3 separate regions of the Sus scrofa genome follow, and all the other regions are linked to region 2. The links are chromatin contacts, called in public HiChIP or PLAC-seq maps. All regions are on one chromosome and are shown on one strand. The core of a region is the stretch at or near the end of the contact, and the rest is flanking DNA. Distances in the headings are between cores, read along the strand shown. Region 1 holds the start of TTC25 (tetratricopeptide repeat protein 25). Region 2 holds the start of DHX58 (DExH-box helicase 58). Region 3 holds the start of STAT5A (signal transducer and activator of transcription 5A).

Region 1 (3,812 bases), core at 1,276-3,775, 140 kb after region 2:
AGTAGGTTATCTGCATGTGGCTCTTCTTAATTTAAAATTTTTTTTCTTATAAACATACTTCTTCTTTACTTTTTTTTTTTTTTTTGGCTGCACCTGCAGCATGCCGGGCCAGGGACTGAACCCCGGCCACAGCAGTGATCTTGAGCCATAGCAGTGACAACACCAGATTGTTAACCTGCTGAGCCACCAGGGAACTCCACGGCTCTTCTTGAACACGGTCAAATCACAAGCTGTTGTGGAAGCCACATGTTGAGATTTGGAGAAAAAACTACTCTGGGAGTGTTCCCGTTGTGGCTCAGCAGAAACAAATCTGACTAGGAACCATGAGGTTGCGGGTTCAATCCCTGGCCGCATGTGGGTTGAGCATCCAGCATTTCGGTGAGCTGTGGTGTAAGCTGGTAGCTGTAACTCCAACTCGACCCCTAGCCTGGGAACCTCCATATGCCATGGGTGCAGCCCTAAAAAGCAAAGAAAGAAAGAAAATAAACTACTCTGTGAATATACTGAATTTTTCTGAGTGTTGGGGATTCCTTTGGTTCACTCAGAATCTTAGGGTATTTGGTGCGTAACAAGTTCGACCACGAACCTGAAATGGCTATGCAACACACTCAAAATACTAATCAAAGGCTAAGCTACTTAGTACACAAAGACTAAGCATGCTGAAGGCTAACAAAATGGATTTTAGGACAGTCTGCCATTTTTGTCAACCGTTCTGCATGCCCTCTCTTTTTACACACCTTCTTGAGAGTAAGTCACCATTTCTGGGGATAAGATGAAAACGCTAGGAAAAGTGAAACCATGATTTGGCCTTAAAGGGGGAGCAGAATGCTTCCCTACTCCCCAAGTCTTTCCTCCTTCTGTTTGAGATTGTTACCGTGGTCTGCAGTGTACTGTCCTGCCTGAGGCATCAGACTGTAAACACCCCTAAAACCTTCCTACTCTTCCAGGAAGAGGAAGTAGCTATTTTCTTTCATAGAAAAGGCCTTTAGGGGTATTCTTTTCTCTCTAACTGAGCTTCTCCTGGATGAAACATGATCCAGAAAGAGGAGAATGGGTGGGGGCAGGGCTCCTGGACTCATTCATTGGCCCATCTGATCAATTATTTCTGGTTTTAGGGTGTGGTTGGTGATCAAAGGGACAAAAGACTCTAGGTAGCAGTTGAGAAGCTTGACTTTAAAGGAAATCTTGAGGCAGGTTAGAGGACTATCCCACTATTCCAATTTTTTTTTCATTTGTTTGTTTGTCTTTTTTTGCCATTTCTTGGGCTGCTACTGCAGAGGTTCACAGGCTAGGGGTCAAATCAGAGCTATAGCTACAGACCTACGCCAGAACCACAGCAACTCAGGATCCGAGCGGCATCTGCAACCTACACCACAGCTCACAGCAACGCTGGACCCTTAACCCACTAAGCAAGGCCAGGGATTGAACCCGAAACCTCATGGTTCCTAGTCGGATTCGTTAACCACCAAGCCACGACGGGAACTCCTACTCCAATTTTTAATAAGAGGCAGACCATTTATTGTAAAAGAAATCATCACAAAATGCCCCATAGCTTACTTGGGAGAGAGTACAGTAGTATAAAGTGGCTAGCCCCTCAGCACTGGAGTCAAGTGCCTGGGTTTGAGTTCTTTCTCTGCCCTTTGCTAAGTCCAGTGATCCTGGGCATGTTATTCAACTTCTAGAACACTTTCCTTATCTGTAAAATGGAGTAGTAACAGCACCTTCCCCATAAGCTTGCCACTCAGCAGTATGCTGGTATCCTAAAACAGCACTCAATCTTCACTCAACAGCGTGGAGCGATTTATTCTAGGGTAACTCGCCCCCCCCACCCCCACCCCCCCACACAAACACCGGGGTCATGTGGAAGTTCTTCGGGCAGGGACTGAACCGACCCCAGCTGCTGCAGTGACAGCGCTGGATCCTTAACGCCCTGTGCCACAAGGGAACTCCCACAGTAACATTTTACAATGTTCGTTAATGACCGACCACCTTCCATAAGCAACCATGTTCCAGAGACTTCACTTCGGCAAGTTGCCTCCCAGGCAATGATGGGAAATTGAGGCCGCCCTGGGGAATGAGGCAAATCACGAAACATTTGAGTAAAAAAGTAGGCGACAAGGTCACTGTTAATGCAGAGGATGATTATTAACAACCAGTCAGAATGCAGATGAGAACCGGTAGAAAATGGCCAAATAAGGACTCATCTATGATAGCAGTGCATCAATCACTAACAATGGAATAATGGAAACAATACGGTCGTTCAGCCATCATCAGGACCTCAGTGGCAGGGTCCAACTCACGTTGCTGAAGCTATGGGCGGCTTTAGCGAACTCCCCGCATAGATACAGCCTCTCGCCCTCCGCCATGTAAGAGGGAAAGGTGCTTCGCAAGCCATTAGCTTCTTGCTCCGCCATGGAAACGGGATTCGGAGACGCTAAACGGGAGAAAGGAAGGAAAAGAAGCCTGCGAACCTCTGTCTGGCTTTTGGAAGCTCTGTCTCTTAGCAACTAGGAGACGTAGGGCGACTTCCGGCCCCGCCCTCTCGTACGAGGTTGCGCCCTGGCGCAACCGCCGCCAGCCTGCGCATGCGCCCAGGCAGACTCGCGTCGGGCTAGTTGTGATCAGCGCGTGGCCTGGGGCTGCTAAGCGGGTGCGCCTGGCAGTGTTGGCTGTTAGTAACTTCTGCGAGTTCTTCCAGTTGCAATGCTTTCAGAGTTGACAGCCAGGAAAACAGTAAGAAGGTTGGAGGCAGAATTCCAAAGAGGGATAAGGCATATGTGGCAAAGATCGCTGCACATGTACCACTATCAGGAGAGAGCACGGATTTTGGAGTCTGATTACTTGGGCTGAGTTACACTCATTAACTGTGTGACCCTGTGCTGGGCACGTAAGGGCTCTAAGCCTTAAAATTTGCGTCTGCAACGTGAATGTGAAGATAAAACCTTTGGGATGTGATGATTTGCATAAGGTCACGTGAGAACGCTGGGTTCAACCTTCAATTTAACACATTTAGTGAGCCCCTGCTAGTGGCAGGCTCACACTTCATTAAGTCCTTAGCTGACATCCTTGCCCATTCCCCCACTCTCCCTGCCAGCCCCCCCGCCAAAGGTGAACTAGGTTTACTACATTTACTTACTTTTTTTTTTGTCTTTTTAGGGCCACACCTGTGGCATATGAAAGTTCCCAGGCTAGGGGTCGAAGTACTTCATTACTTTCATTTATTTTTTCTTGGCTGCACCTGCCACATTTGGAAGTTCCTGGCAACACAGGATCCAAACCAACCGGTCAATGGGAATTCCTTTTTTTTTTTTTTTGCTTTTTTTTGGGGGGCGGGGCGCATGTGGAGGTTCCCAGGCTAGAGGTTCAGTTGGAGCTACAGCTGCCGGCCTAGCTATAGCCACAGCAACGCAGGATTGGATCTGCGTCTACGACCTTCACCACAGCCCATGGCATTGCCAGATCCATAACCCACTGAGAGAGGCCAGGGATAGAATCTGCAACTTTATGGTTCCTAGTGGGGTTCACTTCCACTGTGCCACGACGGAAATTCTGGGAACTCCTTTTTTTTTAAATTTTTTTGAAAAAATAAGTTGGATGTCATCGAAATGAAAATCCTTTATTCTTCTAAAAGGCACTGCTAAGAAAATCAAAAGGGAGTTCTTGTCATGGCTCAGTGGTTAATGAATTCGACTAGAAAAGACAAAAAAGAAAGAAAATCAAGACTGGCCACAGGCTGGGATAAAATATCTGCAAAACATCTACCTGTCAAAGAACTTGTATCCACACTACATGAAGAGCTTTTATAACTCCGT
Region 2 (3,843 bases), core at 744-3,243:
TCCCACATCATCAAGAAGCAGAAGGAGGTGTGTGCGCGTGTGCGTGCTTTCACACAGGTGCACGCTCCATGGGGCTTTTCATGAACCTGCACGCGAGAGTGAGCACCGGTATGGGCATGTACCGCACATACACATGTGCATGTGTGAAGTGGGATGGCCCAGGAGCGATCCTTGCTCGTAGGAGGAGTGGCTGTTGGAGTCTGTGGTGGGGCCCTGACTGTGGCCCGAGAGGGTGGTTGCGGAGCTGGGGTTGGCCCCTCAGACTCTTCCTTCCCTCAGATCATCAAGAAGCTGATTGAACGCAAACAGGCCCAGATCCGGAAGGTCTACCCCGGGCTCAGCTGCTTCAAAGAGGGCGTGAGGCAGATCCCTGTGGAGAGCGTCCCTGGCATTCGTGAGCAGCGGGGGTCTTGGTGGGGGAGGGGGCGCACTGTTGGGGGTGGGGACAGGCATTCTTAGGGGCGTTCTCCCCACCCCTGCTTTGCAGGAGAGACGGGCTGGAAGCCGCTGGGCAAGGAGAAAGGGTGAGTGCTGCGCGGAGGGAGAGGAGCAGGGAGTGGGGGCGGAGGGACCAGGAGCCTCAGACTCCGCCTCTCGCCTCTCTCTCGCCCCAGGAAAGAGCTGAAGGACCCGGACCAGCTCTACACGACCCTCAAAAACCTGCTGGCTCAGATCAAGGTGGGCAGACCCCCTTTTGGGGGTCCCTGTGCCAATATCTGGCTTTGCGATGGGGGCGGGGCAGTCACCAGCTGGTTGTGGGCGCCGTGGGCCCGGGCCCAGCTTGGCTCTCCTTGCAGTCCCACCCCAGTGCCTGGCCCTTCATGGAGCCCGTGAAGAAGTCGGAGGCCCCAGACTACTACGAGGTCATCCGCTTCCCCATCGGTGAGGACCTTCCAGTCCAACCCCTTCCTCCCCTTTTCGCTGCGCCGCCCCGCATCGTCCCGGCTCCTTCCGTCCTGGGCCATGTGGCCTCTGAAAGGCACGCCCTTGTCCCCTGCTGCCCCAGACCTGAAGACCATGACGGAGAGGCTGCGCAGCCGGTACTACGTGACGCGGAAGCTCTTCGTGGCGGACCTGCAGCGGGTCATCGCCAACTGCCGCGAGTACAACCCCCCAGACAGCGAGTACTGCCGCTGCGCCAGCGCCCTGGAGAAGTTCTTCTACTTCAAGCTCAAGGAGGGCGGGCTCATCGACAAGTAGCCTGACTCTGGACCGTGGCCTCCACCCGTAAAGTCTCCGTCTCAGGCTCTGATCTGATGCCTGAGGTGGCCCTACCCAGGTCCCCCTCGGTGTGAGACACTCCAGCGGGGGCCCTGCACCCCGCGATCCTGCAGCCTTTCTGGGCCCTGGGGCACCGCACGCCTGCAGCTCTGTCCCATCCTTCCTTGTGTCTGACCTTGGGGAGGGGTTTCTGGGTCTGGAGCCCAGCCCCTCTAGAGTGGCTGGTGGCCCCCAGCCCGGGTCTCCCCACTAAGCTATGGCGTCTTAGAAGCCCGGGCCTGGCCCAGGTCACTGTTTCCTCAAGGGCAGGATTTCCAGTTTTCGCTTGAGTGACGGGCCCTCAGGGGTTGGAAGTTCAACCTGGACTGGAGGGGCCGAGCGTCATTCTGCACTGATCTGTTTTTCCCCTGGGGTGGGGGCATGGGGACCATTCATTTCTTGGCATTAATCCCTTGGAGGGAACAATAAAGTTCTTTTTTTTTTTTTCTCTGTGTGATTATTTATCAGTGGAATCCCCAGCCTCAGCAGGCAGGGCCCGTTCTGCCAGCATGGCTCACGCCTGTCCCCGCACCCCTGGGCTGATGGCTACCTGCCCGTAGCCCCCCACGTCTCCCTGCTTGCTTCTGCTGGGCCAGGCATCGTCACGTGGGTGGGATCGGTTACAGCCGCGGCCCTCACGGGGGCGGGGCGGGGCCGGGCGGTGAAGACCCCTCTCCAGGGGGTGGGGCCAACAGGACCCGGGAGGGAAGAAAGGGTATCTTGCTGGCAGCAGCCTTTCTGTCTGCCCTGCTTCTGAAGCTCGTAGTTTTTTTCGGAGGGGCAGGGAAGGGAGAGTCTTAGTTTGATCTCTGCTGGGCTAGCTCCTCCCTTCAGTTTCAGTTTCCATTTCCTTCTCAGCAAGCCCAGCGGCATCTGGGCTAAGCCCGCAGAGCGCAGAGCGGCCAGTGAGACGCTGAGGGAGCAGGTGTGGTCCTTAGTCCTCTGCCTCCCCTCCTACCCAGATAAGGTTCCTGGTAGGTCCCTCCGTGGCCCTGCCCTCTCCTCCCTCAGGCGGGGGTGGAGTCCGGGCAAAGGGAGTGGGGAGAGGCGCTGAGGGGAGGCTGGGCTGGGAGGGGTCCAGGGGTCTTGAGCTCCCTGCCATTCCTAGAATGGAGCTGCGACCCTACCAGTGGGAGGTGATCATGCCCGCTCTGGAGGGCAGGAATATCATCATATGGCTGCCCACGGGCGCTGGCAAGACCAGGGCGGCTGCTTATGTGGCCAAGAGGCATCTGGAGACTGTGGATGGAGCCAAGGTGGTTGTGCTGGTCAACAGGGTAAGTGGCCTGCCCGCCCCCCAGCAGGGTCTCAACTCCTCAGGCGCCTCTCAGGATCTTCCAGAACTCCAGAGCAGCTGTGGCCGTCTCCAAGCTCACATGTCTTTTCACCCATTCCAGCCCAGAGCCATGTCCTGGGGGTCACCCTGCCTTCCCTGCCCCTGGCCCTGCTCCAGCTTCCTCTCCCCATCTCATTCTCCACCCCCAGGTACACCTGGTGACCCAGCATTGTGAGGAGTTCAGCCGCATGCTGGACAGACGCTGGGCCATTACCACCCTGAGCGGGGACATGGGGCCACGAGCCGGCTTTGGCCACCTGGCCCGGAGCCATGATCTGCTCATCTGCACAGCTGAGCTGCTACAGAAGGCGCTGACCAGCGAGGAGGAGGAGGAGCACGTGGAGCTCAACGGTGAGGACCGCGGGCCGCGGGCAACGGTGTGCCCCCAAAGTCCCTGCCTGCCCACTCCAGGGCTCCTGTTCTAGTAAAAGCCTTGGGACATCTCGTGGGACGAGGGATCCCCGCTCACGAAACCGCAGCAGACACCTTCTAAAAACCAACCCCCGTCTACAATGCAGGATCTTGGGCCAGTCCTTTCCCCCAGCTGAGCCTCAGTTTACTAATCTGTAAAATGGAGGTAAATGGCCGCTGCCTGGCCCTGGGCCCAGCTGCAAGCAGTGAAAGGAGGAAGGAATTCTCCCATGAGTTTGGGGGCCACATGAAACAAAGCTTGTGGGAGGAAGGGATTTGCAAACACGGGTCATAACCTCCCCACCCCACCCCCACCCCCACCTTCCTGCAGTCTTCTCCCTGCTGGTGGTGGATGAGTGTCACCACACACACAAAGACACCGTCTACAACATCATCCTGAGCCAGTACCTGAAGCATAAATTCCAGAGGACGAAGCCACTGCCGCAGGTGCTTGGGCTCACAGCCTCCCCAGGCACAGGCAGGGCCTCGACACTCGATGGCGCCATTGACCACATCCTGCAGGTCAGCTCAGCCCCTGGAACTCTGCCACCAGAAACCTCCCTGGCCTGCCTGGCCCTATCCCATGCCCACCCGCCCTACTCAGGCTCCTGAGCCAGGGTTTGGGCTCCTTCTTCACCTAAGCGCCAGCCTCAGAAGGCTTCTGGTTGCGCTTAGAATGATCTCCCAACTCTTCGGGTTTATAAAGTTCCATGTGATCCAGCCCCTGCCTCCCTCCCTCCTGCTCCTCCCGCCTTCTCTCTGTATCTTGAGCATATCCAACTGGTTCTCATCTCAGGACCTTTGCACCTGCCCTTTCTTTGGCCCCGAATGCCCTT
Region 3 (3,608 bases), core at 331-2,830, 150 kb before region 2:
CTTGGCAGAGGCGAGGGCTGGGCCTGGCCTTGGCCCTGCCATGCCCACCCACCCCTGGACCGCGGTCTGGCCAGGCCCCTCCCCTCTCACAGACACGCTTTCCTGTGCGGGAAGAAAGATGGTGAGGAGGGGAAGGCCGCCCTTCCCTCCAGCAAGGAACCCGCTGAGGCTTGGGGAGGGGCTCCCGAAAGTCAGGTGCCCTCCCCCTCTTCCTCTCCCCTCGCCCCACCGGGGCTTCCCCGGGGGGAACAGCTTAAAAACTGAAAGAGAAACTTGCCGGCGGAGGCCCACGGGCCCTCTAGGGAAGGCTGCAAGAATCCCCCTCCCCTGCCTCGAACTCCTGAGTCCCCGTTTCTGGGAACCGGGGATATTCTGGCCCAAAGTGAGGGCCACGCCACCGACGGTTCCCACTGGACGGCTCCGTCACGGCGGGCCCATGGCTGGGGTCGCGAAGGGGCGAGAGCCGGGGAAGCAGACGCTCCCTCTCTGGGGCTGCGACCCCCTGAGCTGTGCCCGCGGTCTCCCTCTGGCCGGTCCGACAGCGCCCCCTGCCCATGCGGGCGGGGACGGCGCCCACCCTCGACCCCTCCCTCCCTCTGCGTCCCCCGTCTCCCGTCCGCGCTGAGCGCTGCGCCGAAACTCCCTCTCGGTCCCGGGGACGGTTCCCGGCACGCCGCCGCCGGCTGTCGGGCTCCGGGGCCCGGAGCGCGGGGGCCCGGGCAGCAGCCGAGTGCCCCCTCTCGGCGCGCGCCGCCGGGGACGCGCGGCCGGGCCACCCACCTGGTCGCGCCGAGCCGTCCGGCAGCGGGGCCGGCGTTCGCTCCCGGCCCGGGCTCCTGGCGGCGGCGGCGGAGGCGGCGGCGGCGGCGGCAGCGGCTGTTACTACAGGAAGGCGCAGAGAGCAGCGATTTCCTCCTCAAAGGTCAGCTGCCTCTGATAGACCATACACAGCGCGCGAGCTCTCGCTACCACCCCTCCCAGCCTCGGTCGCTTTCTCCCTGCCTCCGCCCTCGGTGGCTGGCTCCCCGGGCCTCAGGCGGCGAGGCGAGGCGGGGCGGCGCCGGGCGTGGGGGCTGCCCCGACGGCGGGGTCCCCCCGGGAGTCCCAGCCTGCCCTCGCTTGCGGCCCCGCGGAGCGGCCGCGGCCCGTGCTGGGCAAGAGGCGAAGCGGTGGCTGGAGGATGGGGGTGGGAGGGCTGGGAAATCCCGGGCTCTGGAAATTCCAAAGCACAGCCTCAGTTTTCGCATCTGTAAAAAGGGAGGAGGGAAGGGTTGGACCGGCTGGAGATGCCTGCAGCCCCAGCTTATGTCACCTCTTGAATCTCTAGACTCAAAATTTTAATGTGTGTGTGTGTGTGTGTGTGTGTGTGCGCGCGCGCGCGCGCACGCGTGTGTGTTTACGTGGGTTGGGGACGCAGCTTTTGTGATCTCAGTGGCGAAGCCCTGGCCAGGGGAAAGACTGGGGATTCCAGAGAAGCCAGCTCACTCAGAGGGCCCCATCACCCTCCTTCCACCACTCCCACCACCGTGCACTCACCCGCTGCAGTAGAAACAAGAACGAACCCTGGCAGTCAAATGCTCAACCCCCTGACATTTTGCAGATGAGAAGTGGAGTGCAGAGCGGGGAAGGGGTCCCACCGTGGGCACGTGGCCTGATCCGCAGACTATGATCCGTGCGTGATCCTGGCCCTCAGTTCACGCGAGCCCAGTCACATCTGAGGCTGGTCCTATCTTCAGAAAGTCCAGGGAAGGCCGTCTTGAATCCTCCTCACAAGCTCCCCACTGCCTCTAGGCCTGGCCACAACAGGGAACACCCTCCCTGAGCCTTGCCTGGCTCACAGCCCCCTCCCTGAGCGCCCCTCTGCGGAGCGTGTGGAGTTGGGCAAGGTGGCCCTGGAAGCCTTCCATTCCCTTTACCCAGCTTCCCTCTCCTCTGGGGCCTCCCCTCTGCCTGGCAGCTGGTATTGGCAGCATCAAGGGAGGGGCCAGCCTGGCTGCCCACTCACAGCTGGCTGGGCCAAGACCTTGTGTCCTGGGGGGAATCATTCTCCTCTCCCTCCCTCCCTCCCTCCCTAATTCCTTCTTGGATCTGCCCTTTTCTCTCTATTCCCTCCCCCATCCCACACCCATCCATCTTCTCACCACTCACTACTTCCCCCAGTTTCTTTTCTTTTTTCTTTTTCTTTTTGCTTTTTAGGGCTGCACCTATGGCATATGGAAGTTCCCAGGCTAGGGGGCAAAATGGAGCTGTAACTGCCACCCTATGCCAGAGCCACAGCAACTCGGGATCCAAGCTGCATCTGTGACCTACACCACAGCTCATGGCAACACCGGATCCTTAACCAACTGAGTGGGGCCAGGGATCGTCCTCATGGATACTAGTCAGGCTCATTACCGCTGAACCACAACAGGAACTCCCCGTTTTCATTCTTTTATTTCAGAGACCACTAGAAGTTTAAAGCTGCAGATCCACCCCCGCCACACACACTCCATGTGTGGTCGCAGTCTCAGTTGGTAGGACCATGGGGAGAGAAATTGAAATGGTAAAGGGGTTCAAAAAGGATTGGGGAAACCCTGCTCTAGGGATGAGGGAACATGCTACCCCCTCACCCCTTCTTCCCCTCCTCTGTGCAACAGATTTGGCCAGAGGAGGGTCCGACACACAGCCAGGGAGTCACCTGGAATGACAGTCAAGTGTCAGCACTGGAAACAACCGAAAAGATGATTTTACAAACGGGGAAACAGAGGCTGGAGAGGGGAATTGACTTGGCCAGTGTCAGGAGGACTGTCAGTGGCAGATCCAAACCCACTGCCGCACGGTGAGTGGGCCCTACTTGGCACCTGGGCACTCCAGCCTGTCACTGTGAGCAGGTGGCGAAGTCAGTCAATGGGAGCAGATCCCGTGGGTCTCCAAGTCTTCTGAGCCGCATCTGGCATGCAGAGGATTACTCTTGCCATGCATCCCCATCTGGGCATCTGGGGAGGCTGGGGTCGGCGGGGGCGGGGGGTGCCAGCTCCAGAATAGGGGCCCTGCCTGCCCACTCCCAGGAAGCTACCTCACCAGCCTCCTCCCCAGGGCCTGTAGAGGCCTGCTGCTCCAGCTGGCAGCCCCACCCACCAAACATCTGGCTGGGTCAGACTGGGCTGGGCGAGAGGGTGGGTCCTTCTGGGTCCTGAAAAATCTGTATTAGGGTGCCCGTGACCAAAACGGGAGGGATTGGCCTAAAAGGGTGTGCCCCAGTGCCTTCGGAACCCTCCCATCCCCCCCTCCTGCGCCCAACGTGGGCAGCTGTTTCCCTGGCCACCTCTGGATGTCTCTCCGTTTGGTCTCTGTGAGGCCCTGAATCCCCGTGTCCTTCACGGCATGTTTCCTCCTCTTGCCTTTTGATTCTCTTTCTTTTGATTCTTTCTCTCTAGGTCTCTACCTGGTTTTCTCTTTGATTCTGTCTGGTTTGCTCTCCATTTCTTTGGGCTTCTGCTCTCCTTCTGAGATGCTGCGGGAGGGGAGGAGCTTTGGAGCTCTCCCAGGATGGGCAAAGGCCAACCAAGAAAGTGGAGGAGGGTAGCGTGTCAGAGTCGCGTTGGGGGCAGAGGTGACTGTGGTCGTGG

Evidence for each region. HiChIP or PLAC-seq counts read pairs in DNA pulled down with a chosen protein or histone mark.
Region 1: a contact with region 2 is called in an H3K27ac HiChIP or PLAC-seq map of alveolar macrophages. The contact joins the promoter of TTC25 here to the promoter of DHX58 in region 2. A contact is called at or near these places in 2 of 5 promoter capture datasets (fetal liver and liver), 7 of 47 Hi-C or Micro-C datasets (embryonic fibroblasts, mesenchymal stem cells, psoas muscle and 2 more) and 1 of 2 datasets of contacts at active chromatin or transcription factors (alveolar macrophages).
Region 3: an H3K27ac HiChIP or PLAC-seq map of alveolar macrophages shows a contact between it and region 2. The contact joins the promoter of STAT5A here to the promoter of DHX58 in region 2. A contact is called at or near these places in 1 of 47 Hi-C or Micro-C datasets (skeletal muscle) and 1 of 2 datasets of contacts at active chromatin or transcription factors (alveolar macrophages).

The regions. Positions count from the first base shown.
Region 1 is chr12:20,789,002-20,792,813 of Sscrofa11.1, forward strand. TTC25 (tetratricopeptide repeat protein 25) reads right to left here and starts at 2,526. Exons shown (of 12, transcript XM_021066990.1): 1 at 2,472-2,526.
Region 2 is chr12:20,645,760-20,649,602 of Sscrofa11.1, forward strand. DHX58 (DExH-box helicase 58) reads left to right here and starts at 1,994. Exons shown (of 13, transcript NM_001199132.1): 1 at 1,994-2,234; 2 at 2,369-2,537; 3 at 2,746-2,947; 4 at 3,339-3,529. The coding sequence starts at 2,370. KAT2A (histone acetyltransferase KAT2A) reads left to right here. Exons shown (of 18, transcript XM_013980960.2): 13 at 1-27; 14 at 280-394; 15 at 488-524; 16 at 615-678; 17 at 798-882; 18 at 1,007-1,705. The coding sequence ends at 1,200.
Region 3 is chr12:20,497,205-20,500,812 of Sscrofa11.1, forward strand. It overlaps STAT5A (signal transducer and activator of transcription 5A), which reads right to left and starts at 1,581. Exons shown (of 19, transcript NM_214290.1): 1 at 1,537-1,581. It also overlaps a transcript of STAT5B not described here.